Linked DNA regions of Mus musculus: region 2 is linked to region 1. Evidence: chromatin contacts called from public Hi-C data. All regions are on one chromosome and are shown on one strand. The core of a region is the stretch at or near the end of the contact, and the rest is flanking DNA. Distances in the headings are between cores, read along the strand shown. Region 1 overlaps Gm35574 (a long non-coding RNA gene). Region 2 overlaps Gm35658 (a long non-coding RNA gene).

The links. A called contact is a pair of places that touch in the nucleus more often than the background predicts.
Region 2: a Hi-C map of bone marrow-derived macrophages shows a contact between it and region 1, with 44 read pairs. The contact joins two enhancer-like sites. A contact is called at or near these places in 9 of 484 Hi-C or Micro-C datasets (the Ba/F3 cell line, the G1E-ER4 cell line, LSK cells and 5 more), 9 of 115 datasets of contacts at active chromatin or transcription factors (acute myeloid leukemia, bone marrow-derived macrophages, embryonic hindbrain and 6 more) and 1 of 9 other capture datasets (embryonic stem cells).

Annotation. Positions count from the first base shown.
Region 1 is chr9:63,003,012-63,008,475 of GRCm38.p6, reverse strand. The region is part of intron 5 of Gm35574 (a long non-coding RNA gene); the gene reads right to left. Among named protein-coding and RNA genes, the nearest start is that of Gm24526, 22 kb to the left of the region's middle. Within about 2 kb of position 2,150, at least 12 of the 459 cell types and tissues checked have an H3K27ac peak or open chromatin away from gene starts, as enhancers often do. A contact at or near this core is called in bone marrow-derived macrophages, where this site is marked.
Region 2 is chr9:63,106,689-63,112,152 of GRCm38.p6, reverse strand. Gm35658 (a long non-coding RNA gene) reads right to left here. Exons shown (of 3, transcript XR_870837.2): 3 at 3,920-5,464. Among named protein-coding and RNA genes, the nearest start is that of Gm35658, 16 kb to the right of the region's middle. Within about 2 kb of position 2,817, at least 200 of the 459 cell types and tissues checked have an H3K27ac peak or open chromatin away from gene starts, as enhancers often do. A contact at or near this core is called in bone marrow-derived macrophages, where this site is marked.

The DNA of each region.
Region 1 (5,464 bases), core at 901-3,400:
CTGCTGACCTCTGAGATTGGCTCCTCTGAGAGGAAGTCATCCTGTCTTGAAAAGTCAGAGTCAGTTTCCCTAAGACAACGAAGGGACATAGTGGGTATGGAGTGGTGGATTCCTGGGCAAGCAGTGGCTCACACTGTCCCAGACTGAAGGTAGCCAAGACATACTAGACCTCAAAATGAGTGTCGGAGAAGTATATAAGATTATCATGTCCTATTGGGATTGGAGGACCTGATTATCTCAGCAAAGACCAAAAGAATCCATATGCTCAGAACTTCAGATTTAATTTTGAAAATTAGACTTGTTTATTTATCATGCATATATGTACACATGTATATACGGTGGCCACGCGCTTGCATGGCACGTGGAGGTTAAAGGTTGACTGTAGGAGCTAGTAACTTCTTCTGCTACACAGGTCCCAGGAATCAAACTTAGGTTGTCAGGCTTGGCAGCAAGAGACTACCCACTGAGCCATCTTGTTGGCCTATAGAACTTTTAACCTAGATTTCCTATATGACCCCAGAAAGAAAAACACAGTATCAAGTCACTCTCCTGGAAAATGGATGCTGGACGTCAACCTAACTTGCCCTGGAGGGATAACGACTTGATATACTTTGTGTCTAAATGCTGCAGAACTAACGCTTGTTGCTATGATGACTTAAGAGTGGGTGTAAAACATGACCAGACCTGCATTTGGAAAAGACTGCTTTGGTTGTTGAATTGGGATGCGAGAGGAGAGGCTGACTTGGGGGAGGCCAATCCAGAAGCCATTATGGTAATCTAGGAGGTGGGGAAGGACAGTGGATACCCAGACATACAGTGGTCTGGGAGGCAGAATCAGCTGATCTCGGCAGACAATGAAAAACAACAGCTGGGTGTGCGGTACAGGCCAGCGGAATCTACTGAACAGATGGAGGCAGGAGGATTAACAGTTCAAGGCCAGCCTGGGCTGCAACTTTGTAGCTCTGCTGCCAGGCAAAGACAGAGAAACCCCAAGGGCCCACACAGTTCTTGGTGAACTACCCAGCCCAATCACAGATCCAGGCATCCCAACATGAGTCCCCATGTTAGGACCCACCATTGAAGTAGTACCCAAAGATCTGACTGCCTGGACTCATCCCTCCCTTTTATGAGGTGTGTTTCTGTCAGAGCTTTAGAGACAGACAATGGGAGATGACATTTTTCTCTTTCTTTCTTTCTTTCTTTATTTCTTTCTTTCTTCCTTCCTTTCTTTCTTTTTTTTTTAATTTCAAAATATAGGTAAGCCAGGCATAGTGGCATATGTCTTTGATCCCAGCACTCAAGAAGCAGAAGCAAGCAAGTCTCTGTGCGTTTGAGGACAGCCTGGTCTACAGAGAGAGTTCCAGGACTACACAGAGAAACCCTGTCTTGAAAAAGAAAAACAGACAAAGGCACAGGAGAGATGGCTCAGTGGTTAGGAGCCATTGTTGTTCTTGTAAAGGACCCGGGTTTGGTTCCCAGCTTTCATACAAGGTGGCTCAAAATGGGCTGAAACTCAGATGCCCTCTTCTGGCCTCTGTGGCCCCCGCACACACATGGCACACATTATCCAGGAACATACACACATACATTACAAATATTAACAAATTTTTTTTGAGGCAGGGTCTCTCTCTGTGTAGTCCTGGAACTTGTCATGTAGGTCAAGCTGCCCTTAAACTCACAGTGACCTGCCTGCCTCTGCCTTTGAGATTAAAAGAAAATGCCACCACAGCCAGCTATATATTTTTTAAAAGGAAAAGCAACAATAGTAAATCACAGGCTCTGAGGATAGCTTGGGAGAACACCTGGGTAGCACCCACTGGGATCTAATCTCCAGTGTCCACACTACTGCTATTGACATCAGTAAGTGTTCCGGGAGAGCATGAAAGTACGGCATGAACACAGGTTTGTATCGTCAAAGTCCACTAGAAGGATTTCACAGTCCACTGGGAGGCTGGTTTTTGTTTTGTTTTTGTTTTTAGCTGCTTCTCCCACCCTGCCACTGCCCAGGCCATCTCTCTTGCCAGTCGCATCTGGATTGCTGCCTGTGGTACCCAGCTTTGCATTTTTTGGGAAGGTAGCTGAGGTAGAGAGCCACTGCACTAACAGTTTACAGCGGGTAAACAGAGGGAGCAGGGATAGCAATAGGGAACAAACAGTTCTTTGTGGTTAGGGTGTGAAATCGGTGGAGAGGCTGGAGGAAGAGCAAGTTCAGGCAGAAGCAAACAGTTCAGTTTGGAAAATGCTGACTGTTGTGTAAGGGTCTGATGTCCTAAAGCTGATGGCTGAGAGTGGAGCCCAGAGGGACTGAGAAGTGGGCATGGGGAGAGAGGCAGCTGCTCTTTGAGAGAGGAAATCTTTGGGACAGATGTCATGGGGAATGAAATGATCAGTCTCTTCTTGTTGTGACAAGATGTTGTTATCCACAATCTTTATACTTGGGAACTCCACAATCAAGTTGGAAAAAAAAATTCTCATGATGACTTATGTAAGTAAGTTCATGGTTTTCTGTTGGGGGCACTCATAGCCGTCCCAGGCTTCGTTCAGACTGTGGTTGGAGGTTGGATGAGCCTGGATCTAAGCATTATAGCAAAGAATTGATGTTTCAAGAGCTAGCGATGGAGGGTTAGATGAGAAAGCTCTCTATCAGCTATAATACAAACCCTGGATTTATATTTGGATTTGACTAGCAAACACTCATTTTAGTTGGTGGCGTGCTATCACATACCAGTTTACAAAAGCAGATGGTGAAGTTTATAGGAATTTTGCCAGTAACAGTTTTTATTAAAATTAAATTATACAGGGCTGGCAAGATGGCTCAGCAAGGCAGACAACTTGAGCTCCGCCCTGAGAACCCTCAGGGTGGAAGGAGAAAATCAAATCTAACAGGTTGTCTTCTGATCTCCGCACACGTACTGTGACATGTATATGTGCATAAATAAAAACATAAGAAAAAATTAATGTGTGCAAATTTAAATACGCTAAACACATTATATTTCAAACAAAGGTAATCAATACTCCTTTGTCATCTTGTCCCACTTGAGTGCTGGGCATGCCCAGTAAATACCTCAGTCTACTTTCTTTTTTTCTGTGTTCTGGCTTTGCTGCCCAGACAATGTAGTAGACACCATCACTTCCAAGCTCCTGAGTTCCTATGTCCTGAACACAAACCACTCACTGTGAAACTAGTATTTCTCAGTGTGAGTTCAGAGTTTACAGGTTCAGCTTGCTCACATAACCACTCTGGATTTGGCAAAAGGTGTTTTTGTTTGTTTGTTTGTTTGTTTGTTTGTATACATACAGAGGAGTCCTGAGAAGCAGAGCAAAGAAAAGAAAACAGAAGGCTGCATACCTTATTTTCATTGGTGCTCAGACTTTACTCACTATTCTACCAAATATATATGTGGCTGGAAATGTAGCTTGGTTGATAGAGTGAATGTCTAGCATGCCCAAAGGCTTGGATTTGATCCTCATGGAAGCATAAATGGTGTGGTGGCTCACGCCTGTAATTTCTTGGAACATAAAAGCAGGAGGATTAGGAGTTCTAGGTTAACCCCAACTATGTAGGAAATTTGAAACCAGCTTAGGCTACATGAAACTCTGCCTCAAAATAATGGTGCTATTATGTGTGTTATATCGTATGTGTGTGTGGGTATGCATGCAGCTGTCTCTTGAGACCAGTCTTCTAAAGCATTATGGGAGACCTGGGTGCTCTGACTTAGCGTACAACAAAACTAGGCTATGTGTCATCTCTGCAGACAGATGAAAGGCTCTTGGGGGGGTGTCGGGCAAACAAAATACATTAGCCTAAGTGGTGATCTGTAGTTTGTAATGGCCCAGCTGCTTGTCGTGACAGGGTGGGATAGATCTAATCAAAGACTGTTTGCTGTGAATAACTGTGTCTCTCCTATCATTCTCCATGAATGTCTACAACTGATGCATCTCGGGCATCCTTAGGGCAGTTGGTTCAGGGTTTGGGTCACTTCTAAATTCATTAATTTCTCACTGGTCTGCCCAAGCTAAGAAGGAGAGGGAGCTCACGGCACGTCTTGCGGGAGAGCTAGGCTGACTTTGGGACTATTGACTATTTTCTATTAGGAGCTGCAAACAATTAAGGGCAGTGCTGTAGAGAATTCAGATTCCAGATGTTCTTGGCCATCCCATAGCTCTGACACCAAGCCTCATTGACTATCCTTGATGTGCTTCTAAATGGAAAATACTTTTTTAGTTCCTATCCTGTCTGAAACAGTGAAGCACTCCTCAGCACCCACTCATGCCAACAGTAAGACTTTATACAGCATACGCTATACCATGCTTACCACCTACCCAGGAAATGTTTTAAGGTTGATTTTACTCATTACATTTTATTTGTTTATGTGTAGGTATGCCTCTGTGTGTGAAGGTCAGAAGACAGACAACTTGTGGAAGTTGGTGATTTCCTTCCATCACGTGATCCCCAGGGATTGAATTCAAATGCCAGGTCTGGTGGCAAGCCCTCATTCCTACTAAGCTATCTTAGTGACCCAGGAAATACTTTCTAAGAACTTTCTTAGGTACAATGAAGGACTGTCAAAGGACTGTAAGACCTGTTCCAAGCTTAGGATTTAATCCCAGGGGGCTGGGGACTAGCTCTGTTTGATTTAAGCCATAGATATAGTACTAATTTTAGGAAAATAAATGTTTGCTCTGAGGCCATTAAGGCCATAAGTGAACCTTTGATGAATCAGAAAGCATATTTGAAGCTCCTTTCATTTAGAAGATATTCATACCTGGCGCAGTAATATACACGTGTAATCCTTATATGGGGGAGGCTCAGACAGAAGGACATCATATTTTCCACCAGCTTAAACTTATATCATATGACCCTGTCCCCTAAAACCTAAACAAACAAACCAGATAAACAAATACAAATATCTCTCCCTACGTACAATAGGGTTAAGTCTTGAAAAACCTATCATAAGTTGAAAACATCATTCAAAAATACATTGCTGGCAGGGGGTGAAGGAGGGGGAATTGAAAAGATGGCTCAGTAGTTAAGAGCCCTGGCTCCTCTTCCAAAGGACATGGGTTCAATTCCCTGTACCTACATGGCAGCTCACAACTGTCTGTGGCTCCAGTTCCAGGAGATCTGATACTCTCAGACAGACATATATGCAGGCAAAACATCAATGCACATAAAGTAAAATAAAATAACATATTTAAGGGCATGGAAAAGTGGTTCAGAGGTTAAAAGTGTTTGCTGCTCTTCCAGAGAACCCATTTTCAGTCTCGAGCATCCTCCAGATGGGTGGTAGCTTCAGGGGATCCAATGCCTTTCTTTGGCCTCTGTGGGCTCCTGCACGCAAGTGCACAATATCCATACACAGACATACAAAAATAAAAAATAATTCTTCATCTTAGTGTTTTCCTTACTGAGAAGAGACACCAAGACCAGGGCAGCTCTTATAAGGGACAACATTTAATTGGG
Region 2 (5,464 bases), core at 1,568-4,067, 100 kb before region 1:
GACTAAAACTGCATTTCCAAGCATGCTTTCAGTTAGGTGTGAGGCCATGTGGCTGAGCTCTGGCCTGGGGGGGTCCAGAGGAAAGGAAGGTGATACCCATATCCCTGTAAAGTGCACTGTGTGCCTTCCTCTCCCTCCACAGAAGTCTACATCAATGGGACTCACTTCGTTTCTGAACTCAGTAGCTTTTTCTCCTTAAATAAAACGCAGAACCTCAGCTCTGATAGCGCTCTTTCCACAAATGACACCACCATTGGCCTTTTCTTTGTAGTTAAGAGGAGTTGACTCTTTTCCCGCTTCCATGGGCACGAGCACACACACAAATACACACACAGGGGAGGAGGAGAGGGAAAGAGGGAGATTAAAAATTAAATCTTAAAAAGGGGGTTGGGGGGCTGGTGAGATGGCTCAGTGGGTAAGAGCACCCGACTGCTCTTCCAAAGGTCTGGAGTTCAAATCCCAGCAACCACATGGTGGCTCACAACCATCTGTAACGAGATCTGACGCCCTCTTCTGGAGTGTCTGAAGACAGCTACAGTGTACTTACATATAATAAATAAATAATAATTTAAAAAAGGGGGGGGATTGGGGTGGGGCTTTGAAAAAGTGTGAGTGGCCCCAAGTAAGCACCAAGATTCATCAAATACTCACAATCCGATCACCATAAGTCTATACGTTTCTTTTATTTTTCCCAGTGCAGGACCAGTTTCATCAAAACATCAGTAGACTTCACACTTACAGGAAGAAGATGGACATGAGTGACTACTCATGGCTTCTCAGTCCTGTGACAGAGGATGGTAAATGCACCTGTGACAACACACAAGTGCGCCTTGACATCAACCTCCCATTTGTTTATAATGAAGGGCAGCTGACCCACAGCCACCTCTGCCTTCTGCATGCAGTCTGCGTGCGTGTGTGTGTGTGTGTGTGTGTGTGTGTGTGTGTGTGTGTGTCTGTGTGTCTGTGTGTCTGTGTGTCTGTGTGTCTGTGTGTGCGCGCGCACTCTCGAGCGTGCAGGAGCGAGCAGGAGTTCCACAGGCACAGTGCAGGAGGTAGCTGAACTCCAGGAGAGACTCCACAGTGGGTGTGACATGTTACCTGCTGCTCATTACACCCTCACAGCTTGAAAGCTCCTTGAATTACCCAAGTTGGCTCCTGTCCTTCAAGGCTAGCCTGTACCATCAGCCACTGGAGGAGGCCACATTCTTAGGAAATACAATAAAAGGAAGCAGTCAGTCTGGGGGATGTAGCCAGGTGAAAAAGCATGCTTGCATGATTTAACATGCAAGATCCTGGCCTTACACACACACCCTTGCATGCACACACATACGCAGGAAGTATTAAGAGGTATTTTGAGAATGGTAGGTCTGAGATGGTGATAAGCACCATTCCTTAGTAAGAAGTATTAGTAACAATCCCTCCCTTAGAAAGGGCTGTGTGTACAGCACTGTCTCTCTCGGCTTCTCTTTACTTACTCATTTGGATTTCTTTTCTTCCTTTCTTTTCTTTTTCTTTTTTTTTTCCTTTTCTTCCTTTCTTTTTTTTTTTTTTTTTTTTTTTTTTTTTAGATCCTTTGAGTACCTCTGGTTGACCTGGAGATCACAGTGATTGGCATGCATTTATTTTCAAGTGCTGGGAGGCCTGCTTCATTTACTTTTGATTTTTATAAAAGTGCATATATTTTCCATTATGGTGGTGCATGCAGCTCTTGGGATGCATAATCAGGCAGACCTCCGAGTTTCAGGCCACCCTGCCCTACATAGCAAGTCCTAGGACAGCCAGTCTATACCGTGAGACTTTCTCAAAAGTAAATATAGAAAGAAAGGAAGGGAGGAAGGGAGGAAGGAAGGGAGGAAGGAGACTGTTAACGTGTGTGGAGGTCTGCGGACATGCAAGGATCACTTCTCTCCTCCCATCATGGGTTCCTGGGATGGAACTCAGGTCCTAAGGTTTATACCTGCTAAGCGTCCACATACAAACTTTTCATATTTTTGAGACAAATTCTCACTTTATAATTCAGGCTGGTTTTAGACTTAACTGTATAGCCCAGGCTAGACTCCAACATGCATTCCCCCTGCCTCAGCATCCTGAATGCTGAGATTACAGGCATGCACCACCACACCCAGCCTGAAATGACTGAATAAGTATATTTATCTGAATTTGAAGGGCCTCCAGGAACCAGCAGTAGGAAGGCAGTATTTGCATTTTAAGAGCTGGAAAGCCTCCAGCTGACTGCTTGCGTTTATGTCTGGATGGCCCGGCCACTTGGGAACTGTGCCATTCCACAAGTGACTTACCTGTTCTTAGCTTCTCTGCCTTCATCTTTAAAGTGAAAATAATAGTACACATTTTATTACTGGGAGGAGGCTGGGCCAGCCTTTCAGTGACCAGAGCATCTGTGATGTTCAAAGGGTGTGGGCAGCCAGGGAGAATTATCCAACTAATAGTATAATTACCTTATTACGTTAACAGTATCACTTCAAAGGGATATTGGGAGGAAGGTACACGCAGAGGAACACGGCAGAGGCCGGTAGTGCGTGCTGTCAACATTATTCAGGTCCCTATTTTGCAAATGAGGAAATCAAACCCCTGATGCAGAACATGAAGCTAGTGGGTGGCAGGGCTGGCCCTGAAGTCCAGGCGGGTCCAGTATCCTCCAGCTGCCCAGCTGGGATGCAGACAACCCCCGCCCCCGCCAGAAGGCACCCTGGGAACGGAAAGCTGGCCGCCCTCCAAGTCCTAGGGCGCCCTGGAGCTGAGTCCTGCTGCCCCTCCCCCACTCGGGAACAAAGTGCACTTCTGCAGTTGGGGGAACATTCCAGCAAACCGAAAGCACTGCGGGGATGACCCAGCGGCTGCTTCCCGCAAAGGGGCGCGAGAACATCGTGGGCCCTAGACCGGCCTTCGGGGACCGCCCGCACCGGCCGGGGTGTGCACCCGCAGTTGCACGCAAGGAATCCTCTGTCGGGTTAGTGATGCTTGGCCAGGACAGGCGTCCCGCCAAGCAAGCGCACAGCTCGCTCCTGCTCTCCCTGCCGCCCCTAGCTCTTCCTGTTCTGGAAAATAAGGACAAGGAGAGCCTGCAGAGTGAGCTCCTGTGATCCCACAGTAGACCATAGCCTTTCGTTTTGGTTGTACGCCCCCCATCCCCATACTTTGCCCAGTATTTGCACGCATGGCCACATGGATTAACAATGGGGTCCCACCATTGTACAGTTGATATTTAACCCACTTTTCAGAGCAGTTTTAGGTTAACAGAAACTTGTAGGATACCCTTTCGGGCCTCTTTCCCAGCATCCCCAGCTCCTCTGGTTTGGCTTTTTGCTTTTCTAACCCTGGATCCACAGAATCTCTGCATTTCTATTCACTACTCGGTTGAAGGGCCGATCTGTACTGAAAAGTCATCAGCTTTTGGCAAAGGCAGCCGTCACTGCAGAATCCTGCTCCCCCTTCAGCCTGTGCTGGTTAATGTTAATTGTCAACTTGGTAAGCTCTGGAGTTACCCCAAGATGGGCCTCTGGCCATGCCTGTGGGGACTTATCTTGACTTTTTTTTTTTTTTTTTTGGTTTTTGAGACAGGGTTTCTCTGTGTAGCCCTGGCTGTCCTTGAACTCACTTTGTAGACCAGGCTGGCCTCGAACTCAGAAATCCTCCTGCCTCTGCCTCCCGAGTGCTGGGATTAAAGGCGTGTGCCACCACGCCCAGCTATCTTGACTTTTTTTTAATGGAGGTGGGAAGACTCACCCACTGTGGACAGAATCATTCCTGGCGCTAGGATCTTGGACCAAGTACATGGAGAGCCAGAGCTGGGCAGCAGATGAGTTGACTTCTCCACCTTGAACTGTGGCAAAAATGCACCCTTTCCCTCTCAAATTGCTTTCGTCAGGGAGAAAAATAAGACACAGCCCCAGAGCAGCACTGTAGTTTTCTGGTTTTGTCTGTTTTTATTTCTTTATGTTTTCATCTCTATGTTTTTGTTTATTCCACAGTGCCCTTTGTGAATTTTTCAGAATGGCTTCCTTCACTAAGTAGTATGTTCTTAAGTTTCTTTCATGTTTTTGTTTTTGTTTTTATAGCTGAGAGCTCATTTATTAAGTCTGCTTAATTATATCCCATGGTATTGTTGAACTGTTGAACTTCAGTTTACTAATTCACCTTTTGAATTGTCTACAACTGTTGAAAATTATGGTATCTTTGTTAATTTTGATTTTTTTTTTTTTTTACTAAATTTATGTGCTAATTTTTATGTCAAGCTGACACAGGCTAGAGTAATTTTGGTAGTGGGAACCTCAAAAGAGAGAATACCTCCACCAGGTTGACTAATAGACTCATTCTATGGCGCATTCTCTTGATTGATGGTTTATATGAGTGGACCCAGCCATTGTGGATGGTGGCACCTGCGGGCTGATGATCCTGGATGTGGTAAGAAAGTCGCAAGGGGCAAGCCAGTGATTAGTGGCCCTCCATGGCCTCTGTATCAGCTCCTGCCTCCATGGTCCTGCTCAATTTTGAGTTCCTGCCCTGACTTCTCTGTGATGGACTGATGTGGAAGTGTAAGCTGAAATAAATTCTTTCCTTCCACGTTGCCTTTGGTCATGGTGTTTCATCACAGAAATTGGAACCCTAAGAATAATTAATTAATGAATTTCCTGTGAGGGAAAGGTGTGGATGTACCATTACTGTGTGTGTAGAGGTTAGAGAACAGCTTGCAGGGGGAGCTTTTACCTTCTACCCTGTATAGAACACAGGCTTAGTCGCAAGCATCTTTTCCTGCCAAGCCATCTTGCTGTCCATTTTGACAATCATGAATGAAACTTTTTGTTGTTTTGGGAAAGGGTCTTTTGTTGTTTTGGCTAAGGCTGGTCTTGAACTTCCTGCGTAGTTGGACTTTGAACTTCTGATCTCTTGCCTCCACCACCTAAGGTCTAGAGTTTCTGGAGTTTGCCACTATGCCATGCCTGGTTTATGTGGTGCTGGGGACTAAGAGAGGGCTTCGTGTATGCTAGAGAAGAGTTCTACTAACAGAGCCCCATCCTCAGCTACAACTATGAATGAAATGTCTACAAACATTGTATGTGGACATTTATGTTCATGTGTGCCAGCTTGTTCCTTTTGATTATGCTCTGAATGGCTGGCAGCCGTCTACAGATCCATGTCATTGTGTTAACTCCTTCATAAGACACTGTCATGCCTTCTTTATTGTCAACTGTTGAAACAGCCTTTCTTGTCATTTGTGGTGGGGTGGTTTGAATGAGAATGGTCCCCCATAGGCTCAAATATTTAGATGCTTAATCCACAGTTCATGGAACTGTTTGGAAAGGACTAGGAGGTGTGGCCTGGGGCTGGAGACACTAAGAGCTCTTCCTGAGGACCTGAGTTCAAGTCCCAGCACCCACTTCAGGTGGTTTGCAACTGTCTGCACCCCAGCTCCAGGGGCAGTCTCATACCTATAACCTCTGTGAGC